2 separate regions of the Oryctolagus cuniculus genome follow, and region 2 is linked to region 1. The links are chromatin contacts, called in public Micro-C maps. All regions are on one chromosome and are shown on one strand. The core of a region is the stretch at or near the end of the contact, and the rest is flanking DNA. Distances in the headings are between cores, read along the strand shown.

What was found. A called contact is a pair of places that touch in the nucleus more often than the background predicts.
Region 2: a Micro-C map of ear pinna shows a contact between it and region 1, with 6 times the contacts expected there. The contact joins the promoter of PKIG here to the enhancer-like site in region 1. A contact is called at or near these places in 3 of 6 Hi-C or Micro-C datasets (ear pinna, liver and an unstated tissue).

The regions. Positions count from the first base shown.
Region 1 is chr11:14,517,870-14,523,532 of mOryCun1.1, forward strand. All of the region lies in intron 2 of PKIG (cAMP-dependent protein kinase inhibitor gamma), which reads right to left. Among named protein-coding and RNA genes, the nearest start is that of ADA, 40 kb to the left of the region's middle. Within about 2 kb of position 2,737, at least 1 of the 8 cell types and tissues checked has an H3K27ac peak or open chromatin away from gene starts, as enhancers often do. A contact at or near this core is called in ear pinna, where this site is marked.
Region 2 is chr11:14,598,483-14,604,141 of mOryCun1.1, forward strand. PKIG (cAMP-dependent protein kinase inhibitor gamma) reads right to left here and starts at 3,604. Exons shown (of 5, transcript XM_070051808.1): 1 at 3,464-3,604.

The DNA of each region.
Region 1 (5,663 bases), core at 1,487-3,986:
TAGTATAGAGTTGGTCTTCTGAGTACAAAATTAATTGAAAATCTATCTTAATGGAGAATGGGACTGGCAAGGGGAGAGGGAGGAGGAAGAGGGTGGGAAGAATAACTATATTCCTAAAGTTGTACTTATGAAATTTGTATTCCTTAAAAATAAATTAAAAAAAAAAAACAAAAAAGACCTCTCTTTCTACCTCTTTCTGTAACTGTCTTTCAAATAAATAAATCTTAAAAAAATTTATTTGAAAGGCAGAGAGAGAGCGAGCGAGCGCTCTTCTAGCCACTGACTGGTTCCCCCAAAAGCCTGAAGAAGCGAGGGCTGAGTCAGACAGAAGTCAGGAGTCAGAACTCAACCCTTGAGTCTCCCACATGGGTGACAGGGACCCAGCTACTTAAGCTAGCACCTGCTGCCTCCCTGGGGACCTTCCCATTCCAGGAAGCTGGAATCAGGAGTGGATCCACAATTTCAACCCAGACACTCTAATGTGGGACATGGGCGTCCCAAGCAGCATCTTAACCCCTGTGCTGAACACCTACCCCTGTGGTTTTCTGAAGCCAATTAAACCACAGTCACCTCATGGGCAGGGGCTGCCTGCAGCCCCTGATCAGGGAGTGGAAGGGACGGTCTGAGCACAGGAGGGCTCACCGTCCGGGGCAGATGGCCCAGGAATACCCAGTGCCCGCTGTAGTGGGGTGGGGTGTACCGGACCAGTCAGTAACAGTAACGCCACTCACTACCCATCGAGCTGGGCATTTTAGGAACTGTGAAGCATGCTTCAAACAGATGAGCTCGATGTGCCTCCGTCGGTATAGCGAGACGTCTGAGATCACCTGATTGAAAGATGCAGGCTACCGACAGCACCTCAAATAAAACTCACTTTCTGGGGGAGAAAGAAGGTAGATACATGAAAAAAAATCTGGGGCCAGTGCTGTGGTGTAGAAGGTTAAGCTTCCTCCTGCAGTGTCGGCATCCCATATGGGCAATGGTTCAAGTCCTGGCTGCTCCACTTTCCAATCCAGCTCCCTGCTAATGCGCCTGGGAAAGCAGAGGATGATGGTCCAAGTCCTTGGGCCTTGTATCCACTTGGGAGACCTGGAAGAAGCTTCTGGCTCCTAGCTTTGGATCGGCCCCGCTCCAGCCCTTATGGCCATTTGGAGAATGAACCAGCAGATGAAGACAGATTTTACTCTCTCTCCCTCCCTCCCTCCTTCTATTTCTGCCTTCCAAATAAATGAATATTTAAAAATCTGAAAAAGCCCCACAAGTCAACATTGTCAACCATGGTTCTTTGTAACAGGAACTTTCACTTTCAATGTCTGTTTTTGTAATGCTTGAGGTTTTGATAAGCCCAATTATTGTGTAACGCTTTCGGAAGGTAACTGATGTGGGCAGGAAGTACCCGCAGAGCACCCAGGGTGGGGCTCGGTAAGCGCTGGGTGTATGCACCTACGTGTACAGGGAAGGGCTGACCGTATGGAGGCTGGGTCCACGGCCTCCACAATACCTAGCTCAGAGGAGACACCTCGAGAATGAATTGGGGGCAGTGGGTGTTGCGGCACAGGTCAAGCCACTGCCTGGGATGCCTGCACCCCAAAGTAGAGTGCCTGGGATCAACTCTTACCTCTGCCTCTGATTCAGCTTCCTGCTAACAAGCATGGGAGGCAGCAAAGCGAGGCTCAAGTCCTAGGATCCCTGCCACCCATGTGGGAGACCCAGATGGAATTCTGGGCTCCTGGCTTTGGCCTGGCTCAGCCCCAGCTGTCGTGGCATCTGGGCAGCAAACCAGTGGATGGCAAGACCTCTCTCTCTTGCTTTCAAATGAATAAAAATTAAAAAATATAGGGGCATTTAAAGATCAGACAGGGAGACAAGGAGGTATCCTGGAGTAGAGAGGAAAAGATGAGTACACGTGACCTCAAACCCCAACTCCCGGGGCTGGCTTTGGGGCACGGCAGGTTAAGCCCCGCTTGTGTCGCCGGCATCCCGTATCCGAGGGCAGGTTTGAGTTTTGGCTGCTGCCTACTAACACACCTGGGAAAGCAGCAGATGTGGACCACCCACATGGAGACCAGGATGGAGTTTCTGGTTCCTGGTTTTGGCTTGGCCAAACCCCAACCACTGCAACCATTTGGGGAGTGAACCAGTGGACAGGAAATAGCTTGCCAGCTCGTGTTCCCTTTCAAACAAAAATAAAAATTAAACAAAAAAACAGCTCAGCCACTGACCCTTGGGGCAAGACCCTGTCCTCTGGGGCCGTTTCCCTACCTGTTAAATAAAGGTGGGGCCAAACCCCAAGGCAATTCCCTCTATCTCCAGAAGATGGCGCACCCAGCCTACGGTGGCTGCCTCGAGAGCAGTTGCCCTAACCAGGCTCTGTGCTCAGCTGAAAGAGTTCCAGAGGTGGTTCCTACTCCTGCTGAAAGCAGGGAGACTGCTGGAGGCGTCAGAAGAGGGGCACGGCCCGCCGCAGTCACTGCAGGCAGGACGGCCACGAGGCGCGCTGCCAAGTCCGGAAGTGCAAGCGCTCATGTCCCACGGCAGCTCCAGAGGCAGGTTCCCAACCACACCCTGGTGCACTGCCCCTGACTGGCTGCACCACCTACCAGCGCCACCGCTCCCTCCCTTCTCATCCCAACAGGGGTTTCCATCTGGACCTCGTCACCCACGCTGCAAGGCCTCACCCTGGCCCCTGAGCCAGCACAGGGGGCTGCTCAGTCCCAGCTCCCTGAGCGCCCACTGAATTAAGTTCTTCTCTGTCCTTCTGTCACCCCACCCCCACCCCCGCCTGCCTTTGAAGAGCGCGCCCCGGTTGGCCAGGCCTCTGGGCACCCTGCGGGGCTTCCCGCTGAATGGCCTCCCCGGGACTCTGCCCTCACCTTTGCTCTGTCGGGTCTCATACACTGCCCAGTGCTGGCAGCTGACACTCCTGGCACGGGGAGAGAACTGTGCCAAGCTCAAAGGCCAGTCCTGGAAAACATCAGCGGAGCCAACACGCTCTGGCTGTGCCAGCGCTCAGGGCGCAGGACCCGAAGGTGAGCCTGGGGTTTCTCCTCTCCCAGGTGCGCTCCGGCTTCACTGTTCTCCCACATCTGTATTCGTCTCCACTCACCCTCTGCTCTTTAAAATCAGCACAAGGGGGAATCACGGCAGACAATGGCCGTCCTCAGACCCACCGCCGCGGGCGTCAGGCCTCTGTGGGGAGGCTCAGCGGGGCAGGAACCCTGCGTTTTCCACCAAATCAGTACACGATATCTCATTCCAATGGGCAATGCAGAAATGTGGACGCGTTTGACAAAGCCATATTCAAGTGAAGTTTCAGGCATCAAAATTAGGGATGAATATTTTTTAAAGACACATATACCTGTTGTTAAATGGGAAACAATTCCAATGATATAATTACACATCAATTATGAGTGATTTTTTTCTAAATTTTTTGCAGGGAAAGTATTCATTTGATTTTTAGCTTCATTTTTGAATATATTTGCAATATTATAAAACTTAAATGGTACAGAAGGTACTTGAGTCCCTGCCACCCGTGCGGAAGACCAGGGTTGGGTCTGGGCTCCTACTCTCTGCCTGGCCCAGCCCTGGCAGCTGGGGAGGGTGCATTTGGGGAGTGGGCCAGCAGATGGAAGATCTCTGTCCCTCTCTCTCTTGTTCTAATAAGGTAAAAATTCAAAAAGATACATAAAGAAGGGGCTGCTGTAGCATGGCAGGTTAAGCCACCTCCTTCAACACCTGAATCCTGTCTGGAGGCCATCAGCCACTGCTTCCCAGATGCGAACAGGGCGCCAGTAAGGAGTGCAGCGAATCCTGTGGCACCACCAATCCCCTGCCATCCTTCTTCCATCGTGGTCTTTTAAATCTAGAAACACTTCCCGATCACCCTGAAGCCACCCCCGCACAAATTATACCAAACACTGGACACAACCCAGAGTCCCTAAAGCACCAAACATTCTTGTTTTGGCCGCTTGCTATCCTGAGGTCTCACCAATTCAATGACTTCCCCACTGAAGCACTTCGGAGTTGTTTCCACAAAAGCAGAACGGCCACATCTGAGGACCTGAATTTTAAAACTGCACTAGGATTGTCAGGCTGCCCTCCGCAGAGGTGAGTTAAGACGGCTCGGCCGTTTTGTGCTACTACGACCCAGCACCCGAGACGGGGTCATCTGTACAAATCAGGGACTTCTTACTGTTCTGGAGACAGAAAAGTCCAAGATCCAGTTCCAGTTCATGAGAAGTTTGTAACAATCTCAATGAAGGAGATCCCAGAGCTCACCTGGGCCATGGTTCCTCAAAGCAGGGTTCCCAACCCTGGTCCAGAGCTCCTTCTCCCAGACCACGTTCCTCCCCCCGACCCCCAGCCCGGGGCCATGAGTCCCAGAGAGAACCACACATCTAAGGGTGGGTGCGTGGTGTGTGGAAGGCCTAAGTGCAGGAGTCCCAGCAGTGACACGGGCAGCTCGGAGCTGTCGTGAAGATCCAACGCCTCGAAGCCGCACACACAGTCTGGAAGTCACAGGGGCATGGGAGGCGTGCAATCAGTAAATCACTAGCACCGGCCCTCTGCAGGGGACAAGGTAAAATTTCCCTTTTGACATTTCAATCAACTCCGCTGTTGTTGCTTGCTACAGAGGCCCAAACTTCTACTTCCACAAGCGTCGGGCCCCTGGCTCATGTGCACTGCTACAGTAGACAGGCCTAGCACATGGTTGAAGTTTAATGAATATTTAATGAATGAGTAAATAATAGAAGATGCTCTACATTCTCAGGTAGAAAGAGCCTGTGTCGTAACGGTGGCTGCAAGACCGGCTCCACCGGCATGCAGTGTGTGACCCGACAAAGGGTCCCTTCTTGGTTCCCAGCTCCCTCCCCCCATCTGCAGCATGAAGGTTGAAATATGACCACAAAGTCTCCTCCAGTCCTAGCAGGTCACTCACTGTTCACTGAGCGCCTTCTAAATCCCAGGATTGTGCCAGGCGTGGCACACACATTAGATGCTAAAGAAGTCACTTAGGACCTGATACGAGAGAAAAAGTATTGAGCCAGTCAAGGAATGGATCGGCACAGGTGGCGCTATGTGCTAGGCAAGAACAGGAGAGGGTTCGCTGCAGGCAGACGGGCTGTCCGAGGTCAGATGGTTAGGGAAAGGTCCTAAGGAGGTGACTTTGGGCTGAAACCTACAGAGAAAGGCCAATAAAGGGAGATCCGGGCAGAGCCAGCAGACAAGGCGAGACCGAGAGCGATCGACGATCTCCTATCTCAGCTCGAGTCCCGGGGTGCTAGAGAGTGAAGCTGTCTCTCCCTGATTCTCAGGCGGCCTTGGCACCTTTGTGGGGCCTGGATGCCCGGGATGGCAGAGAGCAGCCCCAGGTCAGAGGCTGTGGCGCCTGCAGGTGCCTGCTCGGGCAGTCAGGTCTCCCCACAGGAAGCCACTTCTCCCCGGGGTTTGTGATGCTCTCCCCGCCCCCAGCTTTGTAAACTGAAGAGGCCCCGGCTCTGCCGAGAGCGCCACGGGCCGTTCCCGTCGGTGGCTGTGAGTCTTCATTGCTCAGGCAGATTCCGTTACAACTACAAGCTGCTTTCCAAATATACTAGAAAGGTCATTTCCTGTTGTTTTTTCTTTCTAAAAAATTCAATATTTGCAGAAATCACACAAAAAAC
Region 2 (5,659 bases), core at 2,354-4,853, 81 kb after region 1:
CGGCTCAAGTCCTGGGTCCCTGCCGCCCATGTGGGGGACCCAGAGTGAGTTCTGGGCTTCTGGCTTTTGCCTTGCCCAGCCCTGGCTGTTTCAGGCATTTAGACTGTGAACCAGCACATGGAAGATTGATCTCTCTCTCTCTCTCTCCTTTTCAAACAGAAGGAAAATGAATTAAAAAAATTTTAAAAACATGGCATACAGATGAGAGACTACTTTAAAAACAAAACCAGGCCAGCGCCGTGGCTTAATAGGCTAATCCTCCAACTACGGCGCCAGCACACCGGGTTCTAGTCCCGGTTGGGGTGCCGGATTCTGTCCCGGTTGCCCCTCTTCCAGGCCAGCTCTCTGCTGTGGCCAGGGAAGGCAGTGGAGGATGGCCCAGGTGCTTGGGCCCTGCACCCCATGAGAGACCAGGAGAAGCACCTGGCTCCTGCCATCGGATCAGTGCGGTGCGCCGGCCGCAGCGTGCCGGCCGCGGCGGCCATTGGAGGGTGAACCAACAGCAAAGGAAGACCTTTCTCTCTGTCTCTCTCTCTCTCAGTGTCCACTCTGCCTGTCAAAAAAAAAAAAAAAAAAAAGAAAAAGAAAGAAAGAAAAAAAACACTTGGGAAAAAAATAAATACTTAGAAACAAAAATAGATGTGCCCAGCCTGGCCACATAGTGTGAGAGCTGGCTTGGGGCAGGTGGGAGGTGGGCAGTGCGGTGCCATCATTGCGGCATGGGGGTAAAGCTGCCTCCCACATCCCGTATGGGCGCTGGTTTCTGTCCCAGCTGCTCCACTTCCAATCCAGCTCCCTGCTAATGGCTTGTGAAAAACAGTGGAAGATGCCCAAGTCCTTGGGCCCCTGCCACCTGTGTCAGAGACCTGGAAGAAGCTCTTGGCTTCTGGCTTTGGCCTGGCCCAGACCCAGCTTTGTAGCCAGCTGGGGAGTGAACCATCGGATGGAAAATCTCTCAGTGTCTGTCTGTCTGTCTGTCTCTCTCTCTGTGTCTCCCTTTCTCTCTGTAACTCTTTCAAATAAATAAATAAATCTTAAAAAAAAAAAAAAAAAAAAAAAAAAAAAAAAAAGAGCTCTAGGCAGACCAGGATCCAAACACTTTGTCATCTTGTCATCTAGGATGGGCCTTTTTCGTCGGCTTCCTCGTCCACAGAGTGGGGACTCATGGCAGAACCCACCTCGCAGGGTTGCTATAAATAGCATATTATTCATTGAGATTAGTGTACAAAATGTGCTTGGCACCACACTAGCTCCACAGACGCCTGCTATCTGGCGATAATGGAAACGTGACAGCACAGGCTTAATCTCTCCTTGATGGGTGTCCGAGCTCACGTCGGTATGCCTGCTTTCAGCGACCGCCTTGCATCCCGCCTTTCCGCAATCTAGAAGGCAGCAGATCCGGGAGCTTCTCCACTCGCGCCTGCTCGGGAACGCTCTCTCCTGTGTCTCTCCGTCCCCTCTACTGGCTCTTTGCCAGCATCTTTAATCTCTCTCTCGCTTCAATGCAGCCTCACCTATTCCCCAATAGCTCTCCAGCCCTCCCCCCCACACACACAGCCGAACTTCTCTGAGCTGCCTACACGGCACCTTTCTCACATCCCACTCCTAACTCAGCCGGCTGAGGCATTTACACTGAACCTTCGGAAGCGGCCGGGATTAGAGATTCCGCCCCCACCATTTCACGAAATCTGTCCAACGCAGTCCCAAGCGGCCCCGACCATTATTTATCCAAGCGACACGCTCACCCTCCTCAATGGAGCTCCTCTGGCCTTCGCCGCTGTGCCCTGCCAGCTTCCCTCCTAGATCTCTGGCCTCCTCTTCCTGGTGTGGCCTCAGTGACTTCTTCCAAGACCGTCCAGTGCAGTGTCCTGAGCGGTCTGGACTTTTCATAAGCTGCCTGTCTGGATGCCTGACTGTGTTCATCTTTAAGTTCCAGCTGCAGTGGGCTGCTTCCACCTCCGCGAATGCACGTCTGAACATCTGGCACGTGACACCTCCGGCCCCAGCTCCCCACCAAAAGCAGCTAACGCATACTGCTCCCTCTGGAGTTTTATCAAGACCCTGCCTGAAGCCCCAAACTGGCTGGGGTCAGCCTTACCGTGCGCCTTCTTTCACAAATCCTATCACACTGTCATCACGCTGGGTGCATTCTTTCCTACGATGGCTGGGGACTCTTCCCTCACTACCTCCATCATCACAGGGCCTGGCACATAGCAGATGCTCAATTGTGGTGGTGGTGGTAGGGGCATCACCGTCCATCAGGGAAGCGGAATGCCCAGCCCACAGGCTATACACGGCCCACGAATTCATTTGGTCTGGCCCTATCAAGGCAACCACAGGAGAGACTCGAAGTCCCATACATCTATATACAGCAGGCTGATTCTTAAGCTGACAATTTAGCGTGGCCCCCAAACGTGGCCAGCGAATGTTATACTCAAGTGGCCCTTGGCAAAAAAAAAAAAAAGCAGTGCGTCTCCCATCCCTGCCGTAAGTGAACGCTTGTAAGTGCAAAACAGATGGGAAGAGCGATGAGATCAAGAACAACAAAGCCAGTCTTTTCTGACACCACAAATACAAATCAAACGCACACGCAACACACCTCCCTCTGCCTCCAAGATCACGTCCCAACTCCTCAAAACTTCGACACGCACGCTTTCGGGAAGGCCATCTGCTGGACTCTCAAACGTCGGCCGGCCAGGCCACTTCCAGCCCGCAGAGTCCGCCCTACAGCAAAGCCTTGAATGCTACAGCTGCCCAGGAAGCCCGCGCGTCCTGCGAGGGGCTGCGGCCATACCCCGCCACCGCCACCGCCACCCCGGGCACCTCTCCCCGGCCAGCACCTTCTGTTGGGATATCTGGCAATGCGGGTGACCGCTCTGTGCATGACTGTCCCCCGCCCGCCCAGAGCCCCACGCAGACCACAGGGTCTCCCCCGCACGGCCCTGCGGACACGCACTTCTCATTCACTCACTTTCTACCCGTGGCCAGCAGCCCGGACCCTGGCTCACGACAAACGCGCAACGAAGTTCCTCGTGGCAGCAGAGGAAAAAAAAAAAAGCCGCCCGGTGCTGAGAGCTCACCTACAAGGGCTCAAGTATGCACCGAGCAGGTGCGGCCGCTAACCCCTCGCTGCAGGGGCGCAAGGCGGCGCGCGAAGCAGACGGTCCTCTCGGGTCCCCGCGGGGTCGCACCCACACGTACATTTGCGGCAGTTTCGGGTGACTCCACGACCACCACCACCCTCCTCCCCGTTAGAACGCTCTCGTCTCTTTTTAGGAGACTTTCGAATGAGGCCAACGTCCACACACACAGTAAAACGATCCAAAACGCACTCCCACCAAACGTAGGGCGGGGTCAAAGGGTATCGGGGGCGCCACCCGCGGCGCGGCCGAGGCCCCGGGGACGAGGGTGCAGCCCGCGACCCCAGCCCCTCGTCCCCTGCGCCCGCTCAGCCCCTGCTCACCTGCCTCTCGCCACCTCGCCGCGCCGGGGCCGCCGGCCTGCAGCGCCTCCCCGGGGCCGCCCGGCACCCGCCGCCAGCCGCGGAGCCGTTGCCTTGGCGACCGGAGCTGCCGAGCTCCCGCGGCGCCAGCGCTACGGCGGCTCGGATGGGACAAGGGAGATCGGCGTCTGCTTCCGCGGCCGCAGGGTGGGCGGAAGTGGGAATCGCGGTCCTAAGCGGTGAGGTGTGCGGGCTGGGTCTGCGGGCCGGCGCTTAGGCAGGTGGGTGGAGAGGGGGCGGGGATGGCGGGACGAGAGCGCAGACTCGGAGGCTGCCCGTGCCTCGGTTTATCTCTCTAGAGCCCGCGATGGGGACTGTTTGAGGAAGAGACAGCTTCAGGTGGTGGCTTGTTCGACTGGGAGTCATTAAAGTCTCCTTTAATTTAAAGTTTCCTCCCCCTCCCAATCTCTGAAAGGCTGATGTGGCAGAGAGTGAATAAACCTGTTTCTCTGGGCGAGAATTAGATCACCAAATTTAATTTCAGTTTGGGAAGTGGTTTGATATATGATCAGCAGTTAGACTTCTTGGAATCATCCTGCATAGGAGGTGGGACCTGAGCACAAAGGAGATGCACTACTTAGTTGTTTGTAAAAGGAAAAGGGTTGAGAACAGCCTGAATGTCCACCAGCAGGGAACTGAGTACGTACATTATGATACAGCCGCAGGGTAGATTACTGTAGCCGGAACTAAGAGGGCCTGAGGTGGATGCAGTCTGTACAGACCTGGCTGCAAGGTGTGTAGCAAGTCTCCTAACCAGTCCTGCCTTTGCTAGTGTTCTGTCCCCAGCCCTACCCACCCCTGCCCAGTCTGTACTCCAACCAGCAGCCAGAATGATCTTTTATTTATTTATTTTTAAGATTATATTTTTTTGAGAAGTAGAGTTATAGACAGAGAGAGGGAGAGGCAGAGAGAAACTTCTTCCATCCCTTGCTCACTCCCCAAACGGCCACGACGGCCGGAGCTGCGCTGATCCGAAGCCAGGAGCTTCTTCCAGATCTCCCACGCGAGTGCAGGAGCTCAGGCACTTGGGCCATCTTCTATTGCTTTCCCAGCCTATAAGCAGAGAGCTGGATCGGAAGAGGAGCAGCCAGGACACAAACCGGCGCCCATATGGGATGCTTGGCGTCACAGGCAGAGGCTTAGCTTACTAGTCACAGCGGCTGCCCCGAGAATGATCTTTTAAAATGTGAAAAGGATCATATCCTTTATTGATCAACTCAAGCTCAGAAATTGTAAAATTGTAAAGGGGAAGAGGTCTCAGGAATTGCAAGTCGGGAGATACAGACTCAGATAGCTGGGAACGAGCGTTGTGAGGAAGTCAGGGAAGTAGGAGCTGATCCTGTCAAGCAGTATTGATTTATCACTAAGTGGTAAAAATCCTTTGGTGGGAATCTTTTTGAGAAAGACCGGGCTCGCATGACCAGAAGATAAAGAATGTATTTGCCTACTGGAAACTGTCCATACATCCAGGGTCCGGTCACCTTGTGACAAGCATCTGGAGTCTCCGGACAGTGTCATTATCCGGTTGTTCCAGGTGGGGACCACAGTTCACAGTGCGTAGGTCCTGCTCCCTGAAGGACCTCCCAAGTTGGTTTTGAAAGCTCAGTGTTGCTTTCATAGTGATGTTCCTGTTTATTTTTACACCTTCCCCTTGCTCAAAGCCATCACAATTCGAATAACATCCAGCGCTGTCCCAGTTAACAGCTTCCTAAGTGAACTGCCTGCAGCCTCCCTCTCCGCGTTATCTCTGTTGTCCATGCTCCTGCCACGCTGGGTTTGTAAAAGCTTTCAAAGTCAAGCAGGCTTCCAACTCAGGGCTTTTGCTCTTGTTGGTCTGTATTGCAGCCATTCCTTCTGCAGATAACTTTTTGTCCTGCACTCTCACTTCTTTGTTCTCTAGTCCAATGTCCTGCGATCCAGAAGACCTGCCCTGGCTACTCTAAACTGTTTACTCCTCCCCCAGCTGGTGTCCGTGTCTGGCAGCTCTGCACTTGTTGACGGCTTGTCTCTTTGCACTGCACCATAAGCTCCTCCACGGCAGGCACTTTGTTTTGTTCCCTGCTGTTTTCTCATCATTCACAACAGTGCCTGGCACATAGAGCTTGGTAAATATTTATTGCATGAATGAATAACTGAATACAAAAGCAATGTGCAACA